2 separate regions of the Gossypium hirsutum genome follow, and region 1 is linked to region 2. Evidence: chromatin contacts called from public Hi-C data. All regions are on one chromosome and are shown on one strand. The core of a region is the stretch at or near the end of the contact, and the rest is flanking DNA. Distances in the headings are between cores, read along the strand shown. Region 1 has its middle 16 kb from the start of LOC121208719. Region 2 holds the start of LOC121208703 (probable trehalose-phosphate phosphatase J).

The links. A called contact is a pair of places that touch in the nucleus more often than the background predicts.
Region 1: a contact with region 2 is called in a Hi-C map of leaf, with 6 times the contacts expected there. The contact joins the enhancer-like site here to the promoter of LOC121208703 in region 2. A contact is called at or near these places in 19 of 34 Hi-C or Micro-C datasets (fibers, hypocotyl, leaf and 4 more).

What each region holds. Positions count from the first base shown.
Region 1 is chrA02:103,571,935-103,574,634 of Gossypium_hirsutum_v2.1, forward strand. No RefSeq gene overlaps it. Among protein-coding and RNA genes, the nearest start is that of LOC121208719, 16 kb to the right of the region's middle. Within about 2 kb of position 1,312, at least 1 of the 9 cell types and tissues checked has an H3K27ac peak or open chromatin away from gene starts, as enhancers often do. A contact at or near this core is called in leaf, where this site is marked.
Region 2 is chrA02:103,506,336-103,509,035 of Gossypium_hirsutum_v2.1, forward strand. It overlaps LOC121208703 (probable trehalose-phosphate phosphatase J), which reads right to left and starts at 1,289. Exons shown (of 10, transcript XM_041079762.1): 1 at 1,024-1,289; 2 at 644-888; 3 at 416-556; 4 at 161-325; 5 at 1-68. The coding sequence starts at 1,027.

The sequences.
Region 1 (2,700 bases), core at 62-2,561, 66 kb after region 2:
CCAAAAATTAAATCCAATTAATAAATTATACATATTACTCAAAAATTAAACTCAAAAGGATTAAAATATGTTACCTTTAAACAAGTATATGTGTTTTAAATCCGTAGTTTCCACACGCATAATATGATAAAATTTCTAATTATTATTATCCTCAACTCTGAAATATGTATATATATATTTTTTTCATTCTTATGAAATAGCCAAATTTTTTATTACCAAAGTAAATATAAAATCAATTTGGTCACATATTTAAATAATAGTATAGATAAATAACTTAAATTAATAACTTAATAATTTCACAATAAAAATAAAGTAATAGGACATAATGTCAATTAACCAACTAAAAGAAACCCCATGTGATGACCTGATGGTCAAAGGTGTTCATCATCTTCGGTGTCGTCTGGATTCAAGTCTCGCTAGTTGCGTTGATTGTTCGGACTTTACCGTATTATTGTAATTCAACAAAAAGAAAACAACAACAACAAAAAAAGTCAATTCAATTTTGATTTTTTTTCTTAAGAAAAAAAAACATTTCAGTCATTTTTGGAGTTTTTTTTATCTAAATAATCAATTGTCACTTTTGTAGTGTTTATATCAACTCTTTAAATTAATTTATAAATACTTGAACTTATTAAAAGCTTTACTTTTGTAACTGAATTAGATCATATCAACTTGTTGAATTGAAATTTGATTATAATGTCACTCTAAAAAATGTATTAAACCGATTTATCCGAAAATAGATTGAACTCATTGAATTGAATAATCAAATCAATTAAACTAATTAAATTGATCAAATTAGAAATCGTTAATTTGATCGGTTTAATCACCAACCAAGTTTTAAAAACCTTACGTAAAAGGTAATATCTTGCAACTAATAAGTTGGAAGTTGGAACCTTATATTCATTGCGAAGTTATTAAGCTATTAATTTAGATGCTCCAACTGGCCTTAACTACAGCGACTAGCTAGTTTAAGGGTTGTCCAATTGAGTCAGATATTGGAAATTGAATAACTTTTAGCCCAAAGTATACTCCCAAAGGAAGATAAATAGGTTCATGTGGTGTAGTTATGATATTATATACTGTAAAATTTCTTTTAATTGACATAATAATGTTTAAAGTGCAACTATTGGCAAAGACTGAAGTTTTGGGACTTCAGATTAATTTAAGGTTTAGTTTTACTATATTTAAAGGGACCAATTTGTTTAATATCAAAATTGAAAGGGACTAGAAAAATGTTTTTACCAAATTATTCAGAGTTTTGGGCTTTACGCATAATAGGATTGATATTAGTCGATAAGAAATTTTGGGGCTTCAGGTGTGTAAAATTATACTTCAATGACTTGAAAACAATGAGGGGAGCAGGGCTGGCCCAAAACATAAGTCCACACTTATAATGAATTTGATAATTTTAAACCCAAATAGAAACATCTGACATAATATATTTTGATTTGAATCACAAGTGAAGCCACAAATAACTTTATTCAAGTATTCGTTTATCGTTAAATCTAAATTTAATTTTTGAACAACTATCAAAAAAAAAAAATCATCATCCTCAAGCATGTGCTCACTATCATCACTTATACAACAAGTCAAAATTCAAATAACAAGCACCAACATACCAGTTGTCGATTGAATTACAGGTAAAATGCTTAACTCTTTAGTTGACATTAATCTTGAATTGAGTCCTTACGTGTATCGATAACCAATTAGAAAACATTTTTTTTTATGCAATAAAATTCTAATAGTTACTAACTTATTCTAATTCCTTTTTACATATTTACTCCATCAACTTTTAATTATAAAATATTGGATAAATTACACATAAGGTCATTAAATTATTAGTAAGCTTATGTTTTGGTCATTTAACTTCAAAAAATTACAAAATGGTCATTGAATTATTTGAAGATTTCATTTAAGTTACTGAACTGTTCAAAAGTTTTTATTTAAGTCACTATGTTTTTAAGCTTTTTTCTTTTCTTTTCCTAAAGTCCGACTAGTAAGCTTCAAGAGACGATTTGACGATTAATACACTGGACCAATACTGGTCGACAAGTAGAAGAACATACCTTAGATCCAAGTCAACTTGACTATCAATGTTGAAGATCAGATGAAAAAAACTATTTGGATCTTAGTTCGCAGGTTCGTGACGTTCAAAGTTGTTTCATAAAAAAAATTAAATTATAAAATAGAAGGAGAAAGAGAGCTTTCGACTGGTGTAGGCAGTGCAGACAAAGAAGGCCATACAACAACGATTTTAATAGTCTAATGTTCAAATCGTTCAATGACTATTTTATAAAACTTTTTAAGTTGAGTGACTAAAATATAAATTTACTAATAATTTAATGACGTTGAGTGTAATTGACCCTAAAATATTTAAACAAATGTGGAGATAAAAACACTTCAATAAATAAAAATGATTAGGAATTAGTGTTACATGTGTATCATAACCAATCATTGTTCTATAACACAAACCAATTACTTGGCAAAATGAACAATCCTAGTAATAGCAAAAGTGACCCAACTAATTTATTTTCTCCAACCACACCAACTCCCACATAGTAAAGACAAAATAGGTGGTTGGGTTGGTTGATGGTTTCAACTTCAAACACAACAAATTTAGCTGTGCTTCACATGTAAAAAGCCCATCACTTTTGTTTTGTTTCCTTTGCAGGGCATCATTCCACAGATCATTTCCATGGT
Region 2 (2,700 bases), core at 39-2,538:
TGTGTATAAACCTCATCAACCATGGGAAGAAATTCACTAGCTGGTTGGAAAAGAACAGATTCAGTATCCTGTAAGAGTAACAAAGCCAGGTCAAAAAAATGTGGTTGGTTTCGAGTTTAACGCAATTGGTTCATGCAATAACGTGTACGACTTGACTCACTTTGTTAGATTTGGAACCTTTTTCAGGGCCTTTAATGTCCATGCCATGGCTTCCAGCATAGTATAGCTCAGCTAATTTGACAAAATTATACACCTTGTCCCTGCATCTGCCACTCACTATAGCTGTAGGGAAACATTTGGCTAGCTTTCTCACTGTCTTTCTCATCTGGTGTTAAAAAAAAAAAAAACATGGGAAATCCATTTTAAAAACAGCACAGAGAAAGTAGTCACTGTGTCATATTAACAAACAGCTAACCTTCTTAGACATGAAAGCCCGATCTGGATCGGCTACGATTGGTGAAAGAGTGCCATCGTAATCAAGAAACATTACGATTTGTTTCCCTTTTGATGCATCGATTATCTGTTCGAACATATCTAGTGCTGATGGATGGTTTAGCTGAACAATTTAATCCAAAAAGGAAAAAGAAAATCAGAATCTTTATGAAAGGAAAAGAAAAGAAAAAGAAAACCCATTTGAACTTACATTCCAGGAACCTTGATCATCAGCAATGGACGGTGCTGATTTCATATGAGTTGGAGAAGAAGCTCTCATGGAATCGACCCATGAATTAACTCTGGCTCCGGCATTGATTTCAAGGTTTTGAAGCAATTTCTTTCTGGAAATGGAGATAAAACCAGGTGGTGCCGGTGGTTTCTGTGCTGATTTTGGATCAGAGACCATGTTTTGACCGGCGGCGATGTTCTTTGGTCTTTCTTCAATGAAACTTACTGCAATAAATAAGAACAAACCCAACATTTAAAACATTTTTAGTAAAGGTAAGATGCCTTAAAAACCGAAGCACACAGGTTTTGTTTTTTGTTTCCCCACTCCCAACCACAAAAAAAAAAAAAACCAGAACTTACCCATTTTTGGAAATTAAGGTAGTTAAAAGAAAATCTCAAAACCCAACAAGTGTTTGGTTGTTAATGTTAATGTAAGAGGAGAGAGTTCAAAATTCCAACCAGAGGAATTTACAGAGTACTCTGTTTTTTTTTCCTTTTTTTTTCTTTGAAACCCAAAGATTAAGGAACTGAAACAACAAAAAAAGAAGAACCCAAAGATTCGTGAAAAACAAGGAAGAAATGAAGGGAAAATATATGGAAGAGAGGAAGAGTGAAGGGAATGTATGTGAGTGAGACATGGAGGAGTTGAAGCTCGTTTTTATAAGCCAAAAAAAAAAAACCAGACATAAACGGACGACAACGAAACTCTTACAAAAGTGTGGGACCCATCCTAGTTGTTGATTTTGGGGCCCATATTACTGGGAGAGAGCTGGTTTTTTTTTTTGTTTTGTTTTTTTTGAGGAAGGTAATTAAGCTGCTTTTTTTTAATTGGCTGCTAGTGGTCAAGCCACGTGGAAGACATTGGTTAGGATGATACACATGATGTGGGTTCTGACACGTGGATAACCAAGTCACATGTTAGACCCACTGGATTATGGGAGCTGTATTTTACAAATTTTGTTTTAATTGGATCCTATTTGGGTGGATTTTGGATCCACCAGCCACCAACTTGTCTTGAAATGTTAAAATTGAAATTATGGAGCTTTACCGTGAAAATTCTTCATTTTTTTCCTCGGGAGTAGGAGAGAGTGTGTGTTAGGGATTGAAAAAAATATTCTATCCATTTCAACTTGACTCGATTTGATAATGTTAAACATTTCTTTTTGAAATTAAGCTTCAAGGTGGGACTAGACAAATTAAGATTGAATCGAGTTTAAAAAAAATTTCATCTATTCTCATCCTATGATAATTATCAAAATACTCTTATATAATTTTAGTTTAAAATATATGATAATGACAAATAAATATTGGGCAAAGTGGTGAGGCAGATTCCATTTTTTATGAGAAAACAAAAATTTTAACGTTGAAGATGACAATGTTGAGAAGGAGAGTTGAAAACAAATCCTAAACATAAACCGTAAAATAAACATGAAGTACATAAAAAATATATATTAATATTTAATCTAATATACCTAGAAAAGAATTAATAAAAAATTTAATAAATATTCTTTCATTGTGATGAAAATATTTGAGAATTTAAAAGATTTGATATATCAAGTCAGGTTAAAAATTAGGCATATCTTTAATTTTTCAAGTTAAGTAAATTAATATCTAATTTTAAGTTGAATTGAGATCGAGAAATGAATATTTCAAGAAAGACACCTTATTATCATCCCTAAACTTATAATATGCCGTAATTAAGTCATAATTAAATTTAAAATCGAGAAAATTTTAAAATTTTGTTTAAGGGACATTAAAGTTTTTTTATAAACATATAATAAATTTATGATGTATGATTATAAATATATATAAATTACATGATTGGAGGGGCATTTGCTATTTCAATGCCCCTTGTATGCAAATGCAAAACTAACAACTTAAAGACAAAACCCACCCTGTTAAGCAAAACCAGCTGCGAAAACAGTACACTGAATGATAAATATATTTCTGCCCTTTCAAAGTTGATAAAAGTCAATTTCCTCAATTTTTTTTCTATACAGGATCATGAAAATTTTGCTTTAAATTTACATGAATTTT